Linked DNA regions of Mus musculus: region 2 is linked to region 1. Evidence: chromatin contacts called from public HiChIP or PLAC-seq data. All regions are on one chromosome and are shown on one strand. Each heading gives the region's core, a stretch centred on a gene start, on an enhancer-like site or on the middle of the called end of the contact. The rest is flanking DNA. Distances are from core to core; before and after follow the strand shown.

Region 1 (5,021 bases), core at 2,418-4,917:
GCACAGAGGTAAAGAGAGGAGCAGGTCTGTGTGTGTGGCTCTTACCTGCAACCCCACTATTCGGAAGGCCAAGGAAGGAGCACGGCCCTGAGTTTAGGCCAGCCTGTGCTATTGGCTACCTGTAAGTTCCCGACCAGTCTGGGCTACAGAGTAAGACTTCCATCTTAAACAGAAATAAATAAGTAAGAATAAATAAATAAATAATAAATAGAAAGAAGGAAGGGAGGGAGGGACGAGTGAGTGTGTGTGTGTGTTATGTGGAAATCTTACAGAGGTAATATCACAACAGGAGAATTCATTCTTCAGGAAATTAAGGGGTGGGGGGAGCATCCTGACACACTTCGGGTGCTATTTTAGACAAATAAGAGGCCTGGCTAAGCAGTGATACTAAGCTTGCTTGCTTTTGAAAGGCCTTCTGACTCCTCAAGAGCCTTCTCTCTAACGCACATGTACACACACATGATGCCTGCCCCTCTTTGGGAAGATGTAAGACCCAGAGTTGCTTATGGAACTCTCCTCTTCAGTGAGTCACTGGCTAAGTGAGGACAGGGACAGGATGCTAGAGGAGCAGCTTACAGAAACAGACCTTCCCCTGCACACACCTGACCACACAGGCTCGCCTGTCACCATGCCCATGGAGAGGCAGGAAAGCTAATATCAGCCTCTGGCTGACCAGGGACCTCAGACAGACAGGATGTCCCATGACTCCCACCCTGGATCCCAACAAGTGTTGGCAGGAACAGCTCTGGACCAGGCTGTCCTCATGTGGCACAAAGGGCTGCTTCCCAAACTCACCCGAGCAGGCAGTGGGAAGGGAGGCGCCAGCAAGCCGAAGGAGGCTTTTCTCAACTGATCATCTTGGGAAAAGGCAGATACAAATTTCATGGCTGGAATGCAAGGGTTGTGAAATGCTGAAGACGCCCCAAAGAGGGCCCAGGACTTGCCTTCCAGGAAGGCAGTGGGAAGAAGGCTGGCAACAGTGGATCGAGCAGAACAGGTTACCAGAGGGGCTGCCTTTCTGGGAAGCAGGAAATAGGGCTCCGGAAAGAAAGAAATCCCCTGGTCCTGAGGTGGGAGATGAGCCAGAGATAGGGTTTGTTTCTGAAGAAGAAAATGAGGCCTGTGTCTAAAAGTAATTCTATAAATGAGCCAGTTATGACACAGCTCATTATTTCTAGAATCATCGGGGCTAATGAGAGGTCTTTCTTACAGTGAAATAAGCCTGGCAATCTGCTAACATGGACCTAGCTTGTCCTCGGTGCCATGTGAGAGCTTGTCCCTATTCATGCTACAACCAGTTAGTTACCTGAGTTCCTCTGGTGAGATCATTATTATCTCAGAGGCACAGCCCGCATGGTCCTCACCTCACGGTCCCTGAGCACAGGGCAAGGAGGACCACACTTGTTGAGTGTGCCCTAAGCTACTTATCAGCTCCCTGGCCTCACCTTTTTCTTCTGTAAAAAGGAAAATACATAATAGCATCTACTTCTTACAGTGGCTTCGAGGATGAATTAAATTAATACTGGTATAAACTTTTGGCTGCTATGGATATATGAAATTAGCAAGTAGCCAATTCCCCAAGTAGGCCAGGACCCAGCGGCTGATGCTCAGCCAGATCAGCTGTTCTAAACCAATCCATCTCTGAGACCTTAGGTCAGATCCAGACCCACAAAGACCTATGCATCAGACTGCCTAGCCCAAAGTCCTGACGAAAGGAAAACTGGCCAGGCAGACCAAATAGGGCCCATGCTGTGACGGCAGCTTCCCAGGGGGAGAAGGGCAAACAGCGGTGCCAGCACATTTGGGACTGGCTTTCTCTGTCACCATCTTTATGGTGTGTCTGAAACGAGGTCAGGTCCCAGGGTGGGCAGCACAGATATTACAATGGTGCTTGCTAATCTCAACTGAGCTGACCGTTGTTGAGTTGGAGACAACAGAGAGCGAGACTCTGGGAGCTCTGAGAGCACGCTGGGGTGGTCCTAGCCGGGGAGTGAGGAGGAGAAACCACTGCTCAGCTGCTTGTTAAGTTGGCAAACAGGACCAAGAACCTCAGAGGGAGACATTGTCACCCCTCCGGATGTCAGATTTCAGCTCCTTGGGGACCTTGAGCTGCAGGGAGAGCAGATGACTCCAGACCTATTCTCACTCATGTCTTTATACCAGCCAATGCAGAGCAAAGAGTGGGGACAAAGGGGACAGTCTTCTGCCAAGTGCCCAGCCCACCACTTCCTTACTGCCCAGTTGTGGTGTCTACAGGAACTGAGAGTCCAGCCTGTGCCCCATGCAGTGTCTAGGGACACAATAGTCAGACACATAAACAAGACAGAGAATGAGATATCAGGCATGTCTCAGGTCAAAGAAGGCCAACAAGGGGCTCCCCGAAAGCTCTCTGTCAGAAGCCCTGGCCTTCTTTGAGAGGTGGGAGGGCCATTTGGAAGGTGACTGGCTCCACATTCCATGAGAACTACTGGAGGCTACAAGCCCATTACTGGCCTACCACCAGTGCCAAGGAAGTCGGTATAAGAATTCATACTTGGGGCCTAGGGAGGAGCACAGCTCTGGGTCAGGGTCCAGGCTGCAGGTGGAAAGCTTCCAGATGCCCCATGACACAGCTTGGCTATCTGCTACTGCCAGAGCAAAATCCAAGCAACTTAAGAAAGTCATTGGCTGCAGCTAAAGGCGCTGGGTAGCACTGGAGGCCTCCCCACGCTGTTAGAGAGCTCAGGTTTTCCTGCCTCTGGATGGCAGGTACACCAGGCAAACAACAGTGGCCGGAAGCAAGCCCAGAGTAACCCTGTGGGTACCCTAAGCAGCTCCCAGGGCGCATCCTCAATGCTGACCAGCCAGGCCTCTGCTCCCAAGTCCCTGTAGCAGCTTCCCACGCTAGCTGCAGGCCTCGCCACACAGTCCGGGTCCTCTCTCTCCACACATGCTGCCTATTCCACATACTGTGTTTGCCATCGTGCGCTGCATCACTGATCTTTCCAGGATCATGAATCAGCAACCGCAGCCTGATTCCAAACCCATGGTCATTTTTCAACAAACTGTATATGCAGTCAGATTGCACATACCATGACTGGTTTATTGTTTCCCCCAAAGGAAGGCCCTGTGCATCCCAAATGGCCCCAGGGCTTGAGGTTGCCACACAGACTTCGTAGAGGGTAGGTGGATCACCCTAGTCTTGTAGGATTAGTCCAACTCCTTTTCCACCCTAGCCCGAGCAATTTCCACCCAGGCAGGCGAGGTCCCAGCTCTGAGTGGCCAGCACCCTAGGCCATTATACTGTGCAAGAAGGGAGTTCCCAGCCCACCACTTCCCTTCTAACAAAGGAGGAGGTGGGAGGAGGACAGGTCTGACCTCCGGGGTTGGCTGGTTTCTCCTAAGGACTACAGGACCCTTAGACAGGCAGCAGAGGCCTGCAAAGGACTTGCCTTCCCCTCTCTGGGCCCCAGGAAAGGCAGGCAGGAAGAAGGGCCTCAGCAGCAGGCATGCAACTCAGGGCTAGCCAGACAAGGAGGTCCCTGGGGTTGTAGCTATCAGCCAGAGCCCAGGCTCCAGGAAGGAAGGAAGGGCAACTCTGACCCAGAGTGAGATAAGGAGGGGACTGGCTTAGCACAATGGGCTCCCACAAGGCTCACAGGCCCTCAGTCAGATTTCTGTCCCAACCTGGACTCTCTTCTGTTCACACAGCCCATGTAAATATTTACTGCTGTTTGTACTCATGGTCTGCAGAGTCCCCTTTGAGGTCCTTTGCTACAGTCCACAGATCCGTGTGCCCTGCCTGGATCAGGGCTGCCTTTAAACCTACAGACTCGGGGTCCATTCAACAAGAACCATGTACACTCTTCCCCTCATGCAATCCTCAGGGATGGCCCCTCGAGAAAAACACCGTCCTTTTGTCCTAGCCCCAGAACACAGACACTTACGGAGCCCTGTCGTGGGTGAGGCCGTTCTGTCGCTGAGAATTGATTGGTGGAAGGACAGGTTTGCTGTTAATCTCCAGTCCCCGCCTCAGGGTCTCCCGGATCTGCTCTGTGTCTGCAATGAAATCACAAAGTTGCCGGAAGGCCCTCTGGGCTCCCAGCCTGAGAGAGCCTAGAACAGTGGTGGCAGCACTGGTGAGAGGCAGGGCATGGTCACACGTCAGCAGGCCCAGCACTCACTCAGCAGTGGCGGCTGAAATACGAGTTCAACAAGCTTGAGATCAGCTTGGGTGGGCTACACACAATAAAGGAAGAAAGGAGAAAAGGAGAGATGGATGGGCCGGCAGTACTAGTGGAGAAGGCACGACCAGCAACTTTGCGGTGTGACTTGGTACTGTACAGTGAATCATTTTACAATAATTAAAAAACAAACAATGCTGGGCATGGTGGTACATGTGTGTAATCCCAGCACATGAGCGTGTGAGGCAGGAAATGAGAAGCCAGCTTACGCTGCAGAGAGCAAGAGAGCCTGTCTGCGAGGTAAACAAGAAGTAAAAGAGCAGCGATGACTGCAGCTATAGACATGACTGCCAGCCTCTCTACGGCATTCCTCTGTCAGAAGCAACTGGACGTGAGCCCCTGACACAGGAAAAGAAAAGGGCTCAGATGTTTGCACTAGAAGTTGAAGTTGCGGAGGAGGAGGAGGAGGCAGCTCAGGAATTCAAGGTCATCCTTAGCTTCACAGAAAGTTAGAGGTCAGCCTAGGCTACATGAGACCCTGTCTCCAAAGTAAACCAAGTCAGGTATTTTATTCAAGGCCAAAGGCATTTTATTCTTTGATAAATGAAAAAGAAGAACTGAGAAAGGAAGGAGACAGAAAGCCTTAAACATACATGTATATAAATGGCCACTTTTCCTTTGGCATTAGCCAGGGACAGCCTTAGCAAAACAAAACTAAACAAAACAAAAAAAACCCCACAAGTCCTTCTGGAGCCAAGAGCAGCATGGGAGCATCCAACAGGACGCCACATCCTCCTCCTCCTCCGAGAGCTTACCCAGAAGGCAGAGGCAGAGGGAGCTAACTTGCCACAGACTCTG
Region 2 (4,799 bases), core at 1,364-3,863, 530 kb before region 1:
ACCACTTATGAAGTACAAAGACATAAGCCACACAGAGAGCAGACTGGCTCTTGGCTGGGATTGAGCCTAAGGCTGTTTCGGGGGCAAGGAGTTTAAGGTTTTTCCAGGAGTTACCCAGTGAGCCCAGAGAAAGACTGGTGGCCGGTCTCTGTGCAGTTGGTAAATTTACCACTAGGGGGCAGTGTTGACCAACAGCTTGTCCCTTGCCCAACTTAGGATTTGAGCCAAGGTCTTGGTTAGTGGAACACTTTGAATAGAGGTCGCAGTGCTGATCATTGCAAGCAGAGCCTGCGTGGTGAGTGTCAGGACCTAAAGGTCAGGAGTTGAAATGTATTACTCAAGGTTTTAAGAAATCTATTTATTTGTTTTTGGTTTTTTTTTGTTTTGGTTTTGGTTTGGTTTGGTTTGGTTTTGTTTGGGTTTTTTTTTTTTTTTTTTTTTTGGTTTTTCGAGACAGGGTTTCTCTGTATAGCCCTGGCTGTCCTGGAACTCACTTTGTAGACCAGGCTGGTCTCGAACTCAGAAATCCGCCTGCCTCTGCCTCCCAAGTGCTGGGATTAAAGGCGTGTGCCACCACGCCCGGCTAGTTATTTGTTTTTTAATTTTTGCGATCTCACTATGTAGCACTTGATTGACCTACAACTTGCCACGGTGACCAGATGGCACTGAGCTCACAGAGAGATCTGTCTGCTTCTGTGTCTTGAGTGCTGGGATTAAAGGCACGAGACACCACACTCCCCTTCCTTCCTTCCTTCCTTCCTCCTTCCTTCCTTCCTTCCTCCTTCCTTCCTTCCTTCCTTCCTTCCTTCCTTCCTTTCTCTCTCTCTCTCTCTCTTTCTTTCTTTTAAAGATTTATTTATTTTTATTATATGTAAGTACACTGTAGCTGTCTTCAGACACTCCAGAAGAAGGAGTCAGATCTCTTTATGGATGGTTGTAAGCCACCATGTGGTTGCTGGGATTTGAACTTCGGACCTTCGGAAGAGCAGTCAGGTGCTCTTACCCACTGAGCCATTCCCTGCCACCCCCCACTTTCTTTTAAAACTATTGATATGTTTGCATGTATCTGTCTGGTGTGTCTGTGTGTTTGTGTGTGCATGCACGTGTGTTTTCATGTCTGTGAGTGTGGGCACCACACCTGCCCTGGCTCACATGTAGAGATCAGAAACAACTTTGGATGTTGGTCTTTGCATCCCATCTTGTTTGAAATAGGGTCTCTTGTTCTCTGGTGCAACCCTAGGGTAAGTGGCCCACAAGCGTCTGGGAATTCTTCTGTCTGTGTTGCTGTAGAAATGCTAGGATGATGCACTGTAGGGCATATGGGAGCTTGTTACCAGGCAGGCATGAGAAGTGGTCAGGCTGAGTGAGCGCAAGTCCCAGGGATCTCGGGATTGAGACCGGCAGGAGCGGAGCCGTTCCCTGCCGCCTCTACCTGCCCTGGAACAGAAACCACAACACCCCACTGAGGACCGTGGTGATCAGTCATGTGGCATAAAAAACCTCAAGTACTCCACACTAATGAGGTACCTAGATAAGCCCCTGAGGGTTCAGCCAATTAGCTTCCCTTCCTGTGCACTCCTTCCCGCAAAAGGTATTTGATCCCCGGTTCACCCTGAGTGAAGTGTATGCAATTAATATCCACCATCAAATAAACCAATATGACCAAGCAAGCTGCGGGGAAGGCCTTCATCTTAAAGAGCCTCGCCTAAACTCCCGAAGAAGTCCTTCTCTCTCTTCTTCCAGAGCTCACTTGTAATCAGACTGGTCCCGCCCTTCCTGGACTCTGTCTTCCCCTTCCTGTCCAGTGCATGGATGCCCCAAGGGGAAGCATGGACCATGGACCCTGTGCCCCGACTCCCAGCTGTATGCCAGTGGCGCCCAGGTACATAGGAGACTGGGAACCACGGCATAGGTCCCAGACCCCGCAGCAGACCACCATTCTGGGGACTTCGTTCTGCCTCCCCCGAGCTGCATGCCAGCTGTGCCCAGGCATCCCAGCGGCAAGGCAGGACGCAGTTCAGCAATGCACACTACTGCAATGGCTTCTGGGTATCTACCCACAAGGCCATCTCCCCATCCTGAAAGATGTTTTTAAAAAAAAAATACTTACGAATTTATTTCTTTAGTTTTCATTTCTTTAACATCTCTTTAATTCAATAGCCAAGGAGTGAGGCAGGCATTATTATTCTCATTGAACAAATAATTTATCACTGGGTCTCTAATTATCCCACCCTACCACCCAGTGACGAATACAATCTGCTTAGCTGGCTACTGGTTAATGTAACATAATGTAACACAATATAACACAATGTAACAACTGGTGAAGTGTAACACATGGAAGGAATGTGGGCCTTGGCTTTGGCTGACTTGGAGATCATATGGGTCAGCTACTTGAGTCCAGGAGGCCCCAGCAGTGACTATACATCACTTTAGCCACCTGTAAAGGCCCCTCCCGCCAATGAATGGCTGGTTGCCATCCAGGGCTATGCAGAGAAATGCTCGCCTCTCCCCTCTTTCTGCAGGAGCAGCCAAGCAGATCATGAACCTGAGAGCCCAGCGGTTGGTTCCAGCCTCTGGGTCAGGGGGCAAGGAGGCTGAAGGGAGGGGAGTGCCTGGGCACCCTGCCACAGCTGCACCTTTAGTTAATATTTATTCTTTCTTTCTTTTGCCCAGAGACTAGGGGAGCCCAATCACAGATAGTGAAGAAAACTCCAGGGCTAGGAGAAGCTGGTTCCTGTCAGGGGTGACTCAGGCAGACCTTTACAGCAGGCAGTGCCCCCACCTGGCTCTGTGCAGGTCTTTTGTGTGGTTGTTAGAGACCACACTACTTATCTGCTCAGCAGAGCAGTCTCCTAGGAGTGCAGGAGGGTGCGGCTGGGTAATGGGTACAGAACAGTTTTATCTTTCTGCACAATGACTTTCCCTGGGGGGGAGGGGGAGACCCCTGGGTCTCTTCAGGGCGTGGCACCCCTTTTCATTAAAACTGCCTTGTCTTTCTAAAACGCATTTTGTTAGTGTTTTCTTTCCCAGAGGGGACTTGTAAATTGAGCTCCTTATTCCTCAGCGCGATATAGAGCTGACCAGAATTTCTGCCAACTCATTGTTCTTCCTCTCTGTGAGCACGGCTTCTCAGCGCCGTGAACCACCATCTTCAGAGTCATTAACGACATGATTTCTGGACCCCAGAGCAGCTGAATTTAGAATGTAGCTCCTTAGCCCCAGAGCACAGCCACTGTTGGCCCCGCGAATCTGTGTTTGGATAGTTGTACTGACTCTCGTGGAGGCTGTAGCGTAAGGACCGTTTGTTCAAGCAAGACCACAGCATTTCCTGACCTGAGCGGTTGAGTTGTAGCCACTTTCCCTACTTGGGCCTTTTCTTCAACCCTCCGAAGACAGAACTTACCAGACACTTATTTTCTGATTCCTGAGGATCATTTATTTCAGATTCTTGGTTATTATATATTTTTAAAAGCAGGATGTCATTTTACAATCTGTCCTGATCTGTAATTGCCTGCATATCCCACCCATGACCTCAAACTCACACCAATCCCCCTGCTTCAGCTCCTTGCATGTAGAGACTATGTTGAACTACCAGACTTGAATCACTTCACCATTCCCGACCTGTGACGACATGACTGCCACTTCAGTCAGGCACACCCCGGATCTTGTCATGACACTGGGGCTCAGCAATGCCAGCCTTCTGGTTTCTGGCCAGAACGTCCTGTCTTTAGCCTGCTTACTTCCCCAATACCCAAGCCTGCTCCCAACTGCCTGCCTGCCTGCCTGCCTGCCTGCCTGCATCTCTCTTTGAAAATAAATGGCCTTGGGCTTCGGAGATGGCTCGGTTGGTAAAATGCTTGCACAGGATCTGAGTTCAATCCCCAGAACCTATGTAAAGATTTTTGGGTGTGATGGTGTGCCCTTGTAATCCCATCGTTGGAGTGGCAGAGACAGGAGGATCCCTGGGGCTGTCTAGTCAGGAAAAGGCTCAGTCTCCAAGGAGGCAGATGGCCTGATGATGAAACCCGAGATTGTCTTCCAGCTGCTACATGTGTGTGTGCGCGCGCGCGCGCACACACACACACACACACACACACACACACACATGCATGGTTTTTTAAAGGCAGTAATGGCTCCCTTTCTTCTTTTACCACTTCTCATCTGAGTACACACCCTGGGTTGGGGACCTTAGTACCACCCCCACCCCACCCCCATCATTATATCTCCCTTCCCTTCCTCTTGCCTTTGTCCTTCCTGACTTCTTTCTGACTACTCAAAAACTCATCCCAGCAAGGCCTCTTCTGGTAGCCATGAGCTGATGCTGTAAGTGTCTCGCACATTGGAAGAGAAGGCGGTGCCCCTGCTCGCTCAGCCTGGCCCTGTTCCTTTGCCCTCCAGTGCAGTAACTCCTAAGGCAGTCGTGAGCTGCCTGACATGGCTGCTAGGATCCGAACTCACATCCTGTGGAGGAGCAGCAGGTTCTCTTAACTGCTGAGCCATCTCTCCAACACTGAAATTACATCTTTTTTTTTTTTTTTTTTCGTTTTTTTTTTCGAGACAGGGTTTCTCTGTATAGCCCTGGCTGTCCTGGCACTCACTTTGTAGACCAGGCTGGCCTCGAACTCAGAAATCCGCCTGCCTCTGCCTCCCTAGTGCTGGGATTAAAGGCGTGTGCCAACACGGCCGGCTGAAATTAAAATTGCATTTTAAATGGGGTTATTGGATATTAGGTTCCCTTATGGGTTTTTTTTTTTTTTCATATCTCCTTCAGTCTGGCTAACCTCCTAACCCCCTTGCGT

Evidence for each region. HiChIP or PLAC-seq counts read pairs in DNA pulled down with a chosen protein or histone mark.
Region 2: a contact with region 1 is called in a FOXA1 HiChIP or PLAC-seq map of pancreatic cancer cells. The contact joins two enhancer-like sites. A contact is called at or near these places in 3 of 115 datasets of contacts at active chromatin or transcription factors (extraembryonic endoderm stem cells, large pre-B cells and pancreatic cancer cells) and 1 of 9 other capture datasets (adipose tissue).

The regions. Positions count from the first base shown.
Region 1 is chr19:46,453,752-46,458,772 of GRCm38.p6, reverse strand. It overlaps Sufu (SUFU negative regulator of hedgehog signaling), which reads right to left. Exons shown (of 12, transcript NM_001025391.2): 8 at 3,927-4,038. Among named protein-coding and RNA genes, the nearest start is that of Trim8, 45 kb to the left of the region's middle. Within about 2 kb of position 3,667, at least 154 of the 459 cell types and tissues checked have an H3K27ac peak or open chromatin away from gene starts, as enhancers often do. A contact at or near this core is called in adipose tissue, extraembryonic endoderm stem cells and pancreatic cancer cells, where this site is marked.
Region 2 is chr19:46,986,730-46,991,528 of GRCm38.p6, reverse strand. It overlaps a transcript of Nt5c2 not described here. Among named protein-coding and RNA genes, the nearest start is that of Ina, 26 kb to the left of the region's middle. Within about 2 kb of position 2,613, at least 127 of the 459 cell types and tissues checked have an H3K27ac peak or open chromatin away from gene starts, as enhancers often do. A contact at or near this core is called in adipose tissue, extraembryonic endoderm stem cells and pancreatic cancer cells, where this site is marked.